Regions from separate parts of the Mus musculus genome. Here all the other regions are linked to region 1. Evidence: chromatin contacts called from public promoter capture Hi-C data. All regions are on one chromosome and are shown on one strand. The core of a region is the stretch at or near the end of the contact, and the rest is flanking DNA. Distances in the headings are between cores, read along the strand shown. Region 1 holds the start of Pts (6-pyruvoyl-tetrahydropterin synthase). Region 2 holds the start of Zbtb16 (zinc finger and BTB domain containing 16). Region 3 holds the start of Zw10 (zw10 kinetochore protein).

Region 1 (4,053 bases), core at 542-3,041:
TGGTACTCAGTGCATAAGTGAGAGGAAAAGGAGAATGAGAGGGCCTGCTCCTGGCTCAGCCTACAACAAGAAAGCAAGATGCAGAACGGAATGTAAGATGGCCAGGATTGGCTTCCTCCTCCTCCTCTTCCTCCTCCTCCTCTTCTTCTTCCTCCTCCTCTTCCTCCTCTTCTTCTTCCTTCTCCTCCTTTCCTTCCTGTGTGCATAGCACCAGAGAGTAGGCCACACTTATCTGGGCAAGCAAGACTCCATTATGCCTGAAAATGTTATTTTAACAGTTGGGAATTCCTTTCTCTTGGAGAAAAACTAGATGGGAGGGGAAAGGCAGGGTCTCTTTTCCGTTATATGTAGAAAGACATTTACAATTCTTCCACTACTTGGTCTTCAGTCAATATTTCCAATACACTCTCCTCCGTTTTGCATGCACCCCAAGGTAGCCAAGAATTTGTCACTGTGCATTAAGCAAGCTACGTTTCCACATTTCCTTTGCTTAAACTCTTTCCTCTTGGGATTTTCTATTTACCCATCTGTTGGACTCCTTAAAACCCATCTCAGACTAATTTGCTCTTGGAAGCTTTCTTTTACTCTCTGACACAGAAATGGTAATTTTTCACTTGACATATTATTTGTTGGACTGCCCCCATTAAACTGAATTTTCAGATAACAGGGACCATTTTGTTGTTCTGAAGTACATGTGTCTAATACTTAAAGCATCTGGGATTAAGGTCTTAACTGTGGTGGTAATGCAGGCCCTTAATCCGAGCATTTGTGAGGCAGAGGGGCAGAGGCAGGTGAGTTCCAAGCCAGTCTGGTCTACAGACCAAGTTCCAGGACAGCCAAAGATACTTGGGTAAACATTTTTTTTAATTTAGTTTTTAAAATTTAATTAATGGATGGGTGATGTGGGGGCTGCCTTGCCAAAGGTGTCCATTTGAATTATGTATAGGATTTTATCCTTTTGAGACGGACCTTGAGCTTGTCACCCTCCTGCTTCAGCCTCAGTGCTGGGATCACTGATATATGCCATCTCTGACTGACAACATTTAATAGAAGCTAACCTTCTGAGACAAATATCTAAACACAGAACCAGCAAATGTTGCACAAGAGCGGTTGGGATTACACTGGAATACCTTTCCATTTCAAAAACTCTGAAAGCCAGGAATCTAAAACCAGGAACAGCGTATTCCTTCTGAGGGCTCTGAACGGTGAATCTGTTTTCTGGCTGTCTCTGGTTTGAGGAAGTCTCTTTGTATGACATTCTCTCACTTGGATATTGAGATGTCAAAATTTTCCTTTATTTTCCACTTAAGCTAGTGTTTTACTATGTTGCCTAGAACAGATCGGGACTCCTAAAATCAATGCCCCAGCTTCAGCCTGCAGGGTAACTCTAATGACAGTGCATTGCCATCCTTAGCTGGGGTTTCTTTTTGGTTAAGGACACTTTCAATGTGGTACCGGGCTGGAGAACATCTGATAAGGGCACCCAGACATTGGATTTGTCAAACCCAGGACTGTCAAAAATGAAGCGAAAGAAGAAGACACAAACTAACCTGGCAATTTAAAAATCCAGGCCTCTGGCTTCTCACCCACCCACTGGCCCCAGGTATTTCTGACTGCCTAGCGAAGACTGAACAGCAGGGGGCGCTAGTGTTTGCCTCCAAGTCGGCCGAAGGGTGCCGCGAGTCGAAACCACTCCCAGGAGTGCTTTCGGCAGGGAGGGCCGAGTTTGCACTGCGCAGCCGCGGGGGCGGGACTGGCCTCGGTCCCGGAAGCCGGAACCGCTAGCTTGTGAGTCTTCGGTCCGAAGACCATGAGCGCGGCGGGTGACCTTCGTCGCCGCGCGCGACTGTCGCGCCTCGTGTCCTTCAGCGCGAGCCACCGGCTGCACAGGTGGGGTGTGCCCACGTGTGTCACCGCACGCGCGGGTCTTGTCCCGCTATGTCCCTGGGGGGCGTGGCCACGCGCGTGGGTTAGAGCCGAGCTGGGGCGGGCCGAAGAGGAAATGGTGAAGGTGCGGAGCTGCACTACCGGCACTCACCCGGGAGAGGGCGGTATAGCTCCGATCCCGGAGGATCCACTCTGGAGAGTTTCCCTCCAGAGGTTGCCCACATCCAGAGGTACAATGACAGGAGCATGGGCTACCGGGTGCAACCCAAGGTAGTTTTCATCCCCCTTTTACCAAAAAAGTAAAACCAGCCTTGATACTTTCCAAAGGAGCAACACAGTCGGGAATTGAATCCCAGAGAAACAAGACCGCACCTGAGAGTTGGTTTCAAAGGGAGCTTCGTTACTCACTTGAAGGTTTGCTCTTTGGATCTGCATGTCATCATCAGAGAACGGCCTTTTCTAACAACAGGGTTGTCATAGGGAACAGCTGACACTTGTCATCCCTCTACCCCCACCCCTCCGTGTGGTCAAGTTGGGTACAGTGAGAATTTTCTTCAAAAGTCTTGTGAGCTGTACTGCTCTAAGTGCGCAGTAGGAGAGAGTGAAGGGGATAAGAAAGAGTTTAAAGAATTTAAATAAAAAGTTGTGTTTGTGTGTGCTTGTGTGCTGTGTGCACAGCTTGCACGAAAGAGTCTGTGGAAGCCAAAAGAGGATTCCTTGAAACTGGAGTTACAGGCTTCTGAGCTGTCACGTGGGTGGGCTGGGACCTGAACCCTGGTCTTCTGCAGTAGCAGTAAGCACTCTTAACTGCTAAGCCATCCTTCCGGCCTCTCAAAAGGGATTTTTATAATAGGAAGCTTACACACAAGGTTAGTAAGGATGCACAGATAAGTTGACTGATACAGATTCATTAAGCTAATTGTTTTCTGTCTGGAATGACAGCCATGTGTAGTAAGTTTAAAGTTTCACCTGACTTGAGTGTCCTGGAACACATTGGTAAGGTTTCCACTAGGCAACTGCTGAGGCAGAGGAGGGCAAGATTGTGAAAAGAAGAGCCTGAGGTCATTATTTGTCAGGAGGAATGACGTTTTTAAGCCGCTGGAGGATATGTATGTCTTCGTGCTTATCACTGCTCCTTGCTTCATCTCTTATCCCATAGCTAATACTCAGGGCTTGTTGAATTGGAAGGTGGAGCCGGGATGTAGCACAGTAGGTAGAGTGCTTGACTACACAGTGCCTGCTTACATAGATCTCAGGACTTGGGAGGTGGAGGCAAGAGGGTCAGAAGTTGGAAGTCGTGCTAAGTTACCTAGTGAGTTTGAGGCCAGCCAGGGATAGAGGAGACCTCGACAGAGAGAGGGCAGGAGAGACAGTGCTGACTATGGGCAGAGTTGTTGACATCTTACTGTGGACTAAGTGGGTTGAGATGAAGGTCTTGGATGATTTATGTGGTAATCTAGTTTAATTAGAGAGTGGAGTGTTGGTTCTTGATAGAAACGGGGATCATGATATGCAAGCGATCTAACCAGTTGATCATCTACAGTGACATGAAATTGTAGAGTTTTCTGGACGTCTGAACTTCGGGCTGACCTCTATCTTTCTCCTGTCAGCCCATCTCTGAGCGATGAAGAGAACTTAAGAGTGTTTGGGAAATGCAACAATCCGAATGGCCACGGGCACAACTATAAAGGTGAGGGAGGGGCACATTCCCTCCTAGCCTGTTGGGAAGAAGGACGAGGGGGCTGGGAGCCAGACGCTTCCGGGACAGGGTCAGGGCTCTGAGCCCTTCAGTGGAAATTCAAGACAGAGTCATTGTCTTGGTTGGATGGGTGTTCTGGTTTACCTCACAATTGTCTACCATGTTAAAGACAGTAGAAAACAACAACAAAATGAGTTAAAGCATTTTCTTTGACATTCAAATGCATAATAAAACTGCCATTCGCTGTTTCCTTTTAATTATGTTGGGCTAAAACTAATGTTAAAATTTGATTATAGTGAATGTTTGAGGACACAGGTATGTTTAACCTGATTTAAACATGATACCATGTATATATGAATTGAAACATCAAATAGTGCCCCTTTATATGTAGACTTTTTATATTTTATGTATTAGCTAAAATGTAAAACTTCATAGTAAAATAAAAAGCAATTATTTTGAGTAAATAC
Region 2 (4,053 bases), core at 439-2,938, 1.7 Mb after region 1:
CTACTTCTTACAGAGGGTTCGCCTTAACTTGAAAGAATCAGGTAGCCTTTACACAAGGTGTTTTTTGTTGTATACCAACTGACTGGGGTAGGGGGGTTTCGCCTTGTCTCACCCACATGACACTGCCTATGAGAGGGTAACTCAATTGTAGTTTTCTTCCTTTGCTTCCCAGTGCTCGGTTCTGCGGACTTCTCTCTCCCACTGCTAATCTGAGACCTGGGAGTGTCAATTGTTAGGATGCCTTGTTATTATAAATGACCACCACGTTAGCAGACCCCCGTGCAGATCTTGTGTAAGCTCTGCCACCTGGTCTTCGTGGGTTTTTTTGTCTCCATTCACCGCCCACTTTCCTTCTCCTTTAGCTCCTGGGGAATCAAGATACGATTCTGTGGGTCCTGTGGGAGATCCGCGGTAAGCCAAGAACACAGCACCCCTAAACTGAAGCCTGGAACTAATACCTTAGGACTGGAGGGTGGGGCTGTGTGGGTGACTTTTCTGAGACCCCTGGGTGGCGCTCTCCACCACACCCCCAATAACACTGCGCTGGGGCTTTGGCCGGAGGCCAGTGCTCAGAAAAGAACCCTCCAACCTCAATTCCCTGCCTAGCTTCGTGTGCAAAGGAGGAGACGGTGCTTTCCGCGGGTAGAAGGAATATTTTTTTTCCTTTGGTCTTTCTACCCTACGGTTTGTCATCTCAAGTACGCCCTTTAAAATGGTCCAGCCGCTGAGGGAAGAAAGTACTCTGGAGCGGCCCAGCGCTCTTCCAAGCTTCCAGTAGCTCCTGAAGGCAGAGCTGAGTTAGGCGCAGAATCTTCAGAACTTTCCATCCAGGTTCCTGGGGCCGGGGAAGATGGGGGGGGGCGTGCGGGCGGGGAGGATGCCCGAGATTAGGAGTGAGAAAGTATTACTACTCAGGCCTTCGCATCTCAGTGTGCAACAATCTAGATAGCAAAATCGAGGTGCTGCCTCCTACCAGATTTCTACTGGCCCCTTTAGATTTATCTGGCCAAATCCGGCGAACTCCTGTGGTCAGGCATCAGAGGCCTGGTTTGGGACTTGGGAAACGACCCATTTAAAGCTAGGGTAAGGGAGGATGCGATCCGAATCCTGAGAAAAAGTGAAAAGCTAGAAGCCACACACTGAACTGGTGCAAATAATAAAAAACGGGACAAAACTGCGCTCTTGAGTACTGGAGTTGGGGGAGTTAGGGGCGCGGGATACACCGCATGCCCAGTGGAAATGAAAAAACCTGGGGCTAAAGTGGGAACCGCTTCTCCCACTCATCCTTCTGACCCCTTGGGGACTGCCAGGTCCTCTGCGGCTCCTCTTCCTTTGCAACCTTTTGCCCTCTCCACCTAGCCAACGAGCAGCAGCCGCTGCCGCCGGGGCAGCAGCTAGATGTCAGGAGAAGCCCGGAGCGCCGAGCGCTGGGAAGGGAGGGGAGCGCCCGGGAAGGGAGGGCAGGGCTGGGAGAGCGCACGGGCTCTGCCAGGGCGGGGGTGGGGCGGGGTGGGCGGGCCAGGACCGGCCAGGGGGAGGGGAGGGGGCAGCTGTGGGCAGGGAGCCGGGCTCGGCCGCCAGCACTAAAGATGGAGAGGCGCCGGGGCCTCGCAGGGGAGGGGGCTCGGCGTTGACGTGGGACGCGGCGGAGGCGCCGCAGCCGGTGGTGATTTGCTAACCTAGCGGCAGAGAGGAGTTAAGGGTGACGAGAGCGGGTACTGCGAACTGCCGGGCGATGCCGCCGCTGCCGCCGTGAGATCCGGAGCAACAGTTCCCCAGCAACACCCCTTCCCCGATCCAGGCACACCCCTAACCCCCCAGGCACGCACACCCACCCCAAGCTCCAGGCTCCGTAAGCGGTAAGTGTATGTGTGTAGGAAACCCGGGAAGGACTCGCACCGCCCAGCGACCGCCTCCCGCCAGGGCGCCCTGGGGCGGGAGAGGTTTAGGCGGGTGGTGCTAGCTTTGGCCACTCGGCCGCTGGGCTCGTGCGGGGTTCTCTGGTTGCTGCTGCAGCAGCGATCGCCAGTGCCCGTTGGGGGTCAGCTAGAAAGCGGCGCTGAGGCTGTCAGCTTGGGCACAGCTGCCTCACCAACCTTTCTTCTCCGGGCACGGTCCGGTCCGGGTGAGAGGTGGCAGGCCGGGAGGTCTGCCAGGGCTGCGGGCGCGTGTAGTCGGGGACTGGGTGTCTTTGTACAGGCAAGGGCTGGCGGAGGAGCAGAGAGCCTGTGGGTGCTCATATGTATGCGGACCGGTGCGCTTGGCGTGAGATAGGATTGTGTCTTATTTATTTGTGTTTATTCGCTGGCGAGCTGGGGAGCTAGACCCGGAGGAAGCAAGGAGTGAACCTGGGGGTCGGGTGGGAGGGGACTGGTATCCGATCGGGTTTTGTTTTCTTTAGAGAAAACGTGGTGGGATTTTTTTCTTCTTTTTTTGATTGGACTTGATGCCCTCTTTTAAGGAGAGAGGGACGCTTCGGAGAGACTCTGGCGCTCCGAGTCCTCCTCGGCTCTCGGTGGGAACGGCCGGTGGAGCGGGAGCTCGCTGTGCGCTCCCGGCCGCGCACGGTGGGTTCCCGGCTCTGCACCTGATGCATTCGGGATGTCTTTCCCACCCTGGCGCGCTGCAAGCTTGCCCAGCCCCTCGCACGCTCCCGCACGCGCTCGAAATGCGCACGATCCTGCCAGCCTGCGGACCCCACCGGAATGCACAGGAGCGCACCGCTGCAACCAGCTCGCCTCCTCCCCGCCACGCTCCCAGCGTGTTTGACTCGGGCACGCCGGCAGCTGGTGCGGGAGGCCGGGGACCCTGCTGGTGACTTCCCGGGGATCGTGATCTTGGGTGGAAGGTGGAGGACCCAGAGATCTCTTCTCATTTGGCCTCCCACCACTCGCCTCCAGGCTTTTGTGCATCCTTTTCTCCCCTGGGGGGGTTGCGCTGCCGGGCCGGCCTAGCAGCGGCGTCCAGCCCGCTCGGACCTTCTCCTTTCCCCAGGCTCTTTCGCTTTCCCCCTTTCTTAGTTCTGTTCCCTTTCTTCCAGGCACCTGACTCCTGGGGAAAAGTTGCTTTCCCAAGTTTGCCAAAGTCCTATGCAAGTCTCGGCGGGGGTCTCTGGGAACAAGGGGTGTGTTGCACCATCGATCCTCGGAGCTCTGGCGGGTTAGCGCTGGCTTTGCCCAGAATCGGCTGATCGCTGCACCTAGGGACGGTCGGATCGCGGGTGCGGAGCCGCCGGTTAGGGATAGGGCACCTTGATTTCCCTCAAGGCCCAAAAGGTTCCTTTGAGCAGCGAACCTTCTTTATTTTGGCTTCTCCCCCTTAGTTCTCCAAATCTCTGATCTCTCTCCCGAAAGCACACCGTGCTCATGAAGCTTTTGAGGAATGGATATCTCACCGTTCTTGATGATGCCCTCCGTTTCCACTTTAGGGTGGGCAATAAGAGTGGCCAGCCACTATTGTTAACTCTTTCCGCATGAGTTTTGCACCTAAGAGTCTTTAAGACTCCTGTCGAGGGTGAAGGCAAGCTCTGCGAAGAGTGGCTGAGAGCCTAGCTCTCTCCACCCTCTTCCCCAGGCTGTGGGAAATGTTGGCTACAGAGAGACAGAGGTTGGGACCTTATCCCGTTAGGTCTTTCTGCCTATGTCCCAATGGCTGTTCAAAGTTGGGAGCCTCTCAGTCATCCAGAACACTTTCTGGGAGAGGCCTTTGTGTTCCAGCCCTGTCTTCCCTTCTTTTGGGCTTAATTCACCCCAGAGATGCTGGTGCCAATGTCACTTAGAGAACCATATTCAATGTCAGTTTTTCTCTTTGTCGCTGGGCTTGCCAACACCTGGGAGGCATCCAGTCTGGTGTGCACTCTCAAGGCTGTTGGGAACATACTCTCCTATGGTGTTACCCACTTTCTCATTTTAGAGCATTCTGTCCATTGGGGGGCTTGTGGGCTGTGGGTAAAAGAGGAGGCTGTAGCATCTTGTATAATTGCATGTAGGTGTACATTCACGCGTGTGCACACCTGTGCACACGTGCGCGCGCACACACGCGCGCGCACACACA
Region 3 (4,053 bases), core at 471-2,970, 1.5 Mb after region 1:
AAATTTTCATTTTAAAACTTCTCAAATGATAAGAGGGCTAGGGAGATGCCTCCAATGGTAAAGGTGCTTGCCACCAAGCTTGATGACCGAAGTTCAACTCCCGGGACCCACACTGTAAAACCAAAGAACTGACTCCCACAAGCTGTCCTCTGACCTCCACACCCACACTACCACACACATGCGCCCACAGACATACACACATGAATAAAATAAATTTTTATAAAGGATTGAGTCTTGTTATCTCCCTTAATTCAAAGCAACTTAATATCTTCTTGAACACGCTGCACGATGTAAATTATGCTTGCCCATAAACTAATTCCTTTTATGTAGGAAAGATACTATTCTCCAAACTGGCCAAAAAACGGGGCTGAAGTGTAATACTTCAGCAGTTACAAAGCATCCCAGTACAAAAGAGAAGACTCAGGAGAAAAGTCAGGCATTTGTTTTATGCAGGAGGCTACAACTGAGATGGAAGAGGTGTGTGTGTGTGTATGTGTGTGTGTGTGTGTGTGTGTAGAAATACATTTAAAGTGGTAAAAAGCTGGAGGTGCAAGGACTATGCCTGCTTGAGGCACAGAAAGTAGTTCTCAGTTGACTGAAGATTCAAACTTATGTATGAAACAAATACTAGTGCAATGTCCTCATCCTAGATCATTAAAAAACAAAAAACCGTAAGCCACACTACAGAAATGCCAGTGGCATGAATACATAAAATTAAGAACTCTAACATCAAAAATTGTTAGGAGCGGGTGGGATGGTGGAGACCTTCCATTTCAGCACTCGGGAGGCAGAGGCAGGCGAATTTCTGTGAGTTCGACACCAGCCAGTTCTACAAAGCTTGAATCCAGGACAACGAGGGCTATTACACGGAGAAACCCTGTCTAGGAAAAAAAAAAGAAAAGAAAAGAAAGAAAGAAAAAAAGAAGAAGAAGAAAGTTGTTAGGTAGCGCCTACCAAGTCCAGACTTAGTGAGGTACACGTCATTTTCAAAGAAAGCCACTGAAGACCTGGCTTGCCAGGTAGCACTAATACGAAGTAAAACTATGGCTGTGAGTTGCATATTCATGCCGGTACCAGCTCATCAGCCCTCAGCATGCCTCAAGTTCCGTGCGTGAAGTAATACTTTTATAAACATATTCAACCAGTTAAAAGAAAATCCGAGGAGAACGACGCGACTTTCCTAGAATTATTACATCCATCCATAAATGAAGGAGTGGGTAGAGATGACAGATAGGGCGGCTGTCCTGTCCTAAGTGGACATCCGGGCTTCCAGTCCCACCTCCGGCTCCGCAGGTTTCTTCAGTCTTCTCCATCAGCGGCTCACTTTTGCCCAACTTGGCCCCACTCCCCACCACTAAACAGCCACGGCCTTTCCTCCTCACAATCCCAGGCCCTGGTCTCCAACCGCTCTGCGGCCGTGCTCCAAACAGCCCCCCAACACTTCTGAGCCTCCAACTCAGGAGGCTCCGCACCCGGCTCTCCCCAGCGGCAGCAGCCTGTGGCCCGCCCTCACCTTGATCTCCTCCACCCGCCGGGTCAGGCGGCTGATCCTGGTGCCCAGATCCTCCTTCTCCAGGCTCCCCGAGTGGGCCAAGACTTCTGTCACGAAAGAGGCCATCGCCACGAAGCGTACCCACACAAACAGGATAGGTCAACCCCGCTGCCAGCGCCGCAGCTCCGGTCCCGCCAGCGGCCTCACCGCAGGGCCTGCCGGGAAACTGAGTTCTACGGGGTCCGGCGCTCGCGCACAGGAGAGGGTCACACTACAGTTCCCAGGAGGCCTCGCGCCGTCAGGCGTCCGCTGTTTCAGTGGCGTCTAGAAGGCACCAAAGTGCGCAGGCGTCATCTGCTCCCTACAGGTTTTCAAACGCCAGTCTGTTCCCGCCGGTTTTTTTCTTCTTGTATTTTGGGTAGGGTTGGGTTGGTTTCGCTAGAAACTGCGGAATGTTTCAGGTAATAATCCTTTATGGCCCTCCCTATACTCAGTAATCTCAGGTTTTCCTGTGAGATTATCTAGCTCGATACTTACAGAATCATCTCGATCTTTTTTGTTATTCATTCATTGGGCTCAGCAGCTAAGTCTACCCGAATTTTGCCCTCTGGAATTGTGCGAGAGAGTGACATAAGTGAAAGGATCCCCACAATTGCACCTTTCTAATAGTGTTTGTTAATAGTGCCTCATATTAAGTATATTGATACATGGATATGGTACAAATTTATACTTAGTGTAACGGTCCTGTAAGTGCTACAGACATTCTTTTATAAAACCTTCTTTCTAAGATACGTATGAATGTTTTGGCTGTGTCCATGGAAGTCAGAAGCAGGCAAGTAAGTCCAGTCCCTGAAACTGGACTTACAGATGACATGAGCCACCATGTGGATGCTGGGAATTGAGTCCTGGTCCTGAGTAAGGGCAACGAGTGCTTCTAGCCACCGGGCAATCCCCTAGAACAAGATTCTTATCACTTCCTATCAGAGATTACAAATAAATTTCACCAAAGGCTTTTTATCGTTGTTTAATTTTAAAGTTTTCAGTGATTTTTTTGGCTCTGTTTTGAGACGTGGTTTCTGTAGCCCTGGAAGGCATCAAATTCATAGCTATCTTCCTGCCTCAGCCTCCTGTATACAGGAATTATACACTTATTCCACTATGTCCAGCTAGCCATAGCTTTTTAGAACTATTTCATTGTTGAAGGTCAAAAGAGTGTTCCGCGAAGATGAGATCACTCGTTCACTTTGCAAAACAGGCTGACCTGAAAGACAGCCACTGGGCATTATTACCAACGTGACACTCTTTGTAGGAGAGGGATGCGTGCTGTAAGAGCATCCTTGTCCCCTTTATACACTTTTTGTTACTTGACCAGCAGAGCAAGCAAGTGTTTTACATAGCCAAATGGAATGCCATTAGTGCAGCAATACCATAAAGTATAAAATTAACAGAGACAAGGGTGCAGATACAGGTAATTCAATCAGTAGGGATTTAGAACAGATGTTATCTGTCTCCAGCATCCTTCCTGGAGCAGGCAATAAAACCAATAAACAAGATGTTTATTATACAAATGTCATCTTTTCTCTTGCTAATTTACCCTTTGTCCTTTTTTATCGTTGATGGCAGGGAAAATTCTTGCACTGAGAGCTTGACCTTTAACATTCTTCAACTGAGAGATCACTTAGTAGTTAAGAGAACTAGCCTTGTGGAGGACCCGGGTTCCAGTCCTATGTGAGGCAGCTCAAAAACACCTGTAATTTCAATTCGAGGGAATCCAATGTCTTCATTCGACCTCTGAGGGTTCCTGTACATATATGATGCACATATATACACTGAGACACATACATATAAAAGAATTACTAAAAATAATAAAATCGTCTCATTATTGGTATGTATTGCATACTTGGAGATATTCACACAGTATAGTATGATCCTTTTTTTCTAAGAAAATAAAATAGAGGTGCAGGCCATACATGGTCACACACAACTTTGGATTCAAGCTTTCAGCACTGAGGAGGCAAAGACAGGCGAATATCTGAGTTTGAGGTGAACCTGGTCTACTAGTGAGTGCCAAGCCTGCAGGGCTACAAAGACCTTGTCTCAAAAACTAAAGTGTGTGTTTAGGGTATGTGTGGTGTGTGATGTGTGTGTGTGTGTGTGTGTGTGTGTGTGTGTGTGTGTGTGTGTGGTGTCCTCTGGGTGGACTTTAATGGCTTATGCTGTTTCTTCGCATCCTTTTCTCTGCTTTCTGTTGTTCTGCAATAAACATGTACTGCTTTGATGAAAGCATCTTTCATTCTTTAAAAGGAGTCTTATGAGAGAGGACCTTAGGTAGATCCCGACTCCCAAGGTCCATTGCAACATTGGGTCCCTAAACCAATCAAGCTCATCCTAATAGAGCATAGGACAGGTAGTTCCTGTTCCATGGGGGAAGAGAAAGAATCTTGGGTTGAGAAAGCTTGTGCTCTAAGGTGGCCAGGCTGTCCTTGGAAAGCAGTTTTGCGTGGAGTCCTCTCAGCCTTACTTTAAATACTTGAAATGTTGCAAACAATAAATGCCCAATG

The links. Promoter capture Hi-C pulls out the DNA fragments that hold promoters and counts their contacts.
Region 2: a promoter capture Hi-C map of liver shows a contact between it and region 1, with 6 times the contacts expected there. The contact joins the promoter of Zbtb16 here to the promoter of Pts in region 1. A contact is called at or near these places in 5 of 39 promoter capture datasets (cranial neural crest, embryonic stem cells, hippocampal neurons and 1 more).
Region 3: a promoter capture Hi-C map of embryonic stem cells shows a contact between it and region 1, with 5 times the contacts expected there. The contact joins the promoter of Zw10 here to the promoter of Pts in region 1. A contact is called at or near these places in 16 of 39 promoter capture datasets (the 3T3-L1 cell line, 3T3-L1-derived adipocytes, the C10 cell line and 11 more), 7 of 484 Hi-C or Micro-C datasets (B cells, the C10 cell line, CD8 T cells and 4 more), 11 of 115 datasets of contacts at active chromatin or transcription factors (the 230-238 cell line, embryonic forebrain, embryonic limb bud and 6 more) and 2 of 9 other capture datasets (adipose tissue and liver).

What each region holds. Positions count from the first base shown.
Region 1 is chr9:50,526,394-50,530,446 of GRCm38.p6, reverse strand. It overlaps Pts (6-pyruvoyl-tetrahydropterin synthase), which reads left to right and starts at 1,791. Exons shown (of 6, transcript NM_011220.3): 1 at 1,791-1,890; 2 at 3,498-3,577. The coding sequence starts at 1,811.
Region 2 is chr9:48,833,860-48,837,912 of GRCm38.p6, reverse strand. It overlaps Zbtb16 (zinc finger and BTB domain containing 16), which reads left to right and starts at 1,688. Exons shown (of 7, transcript NM_001364543.1): 1 at 1,688-1,859.
Region 3 is chr9:49,053,248-49,057,300 of GRCm38.p6, reverse strand. It overlaps Zw10 (zw10 kinetochore protein), which reads right to left and starts at 1,720. Exons shown (of 16, transcript NM_012039.2): 1 at 1,514-1,720. The coding sequence starts at 1,618.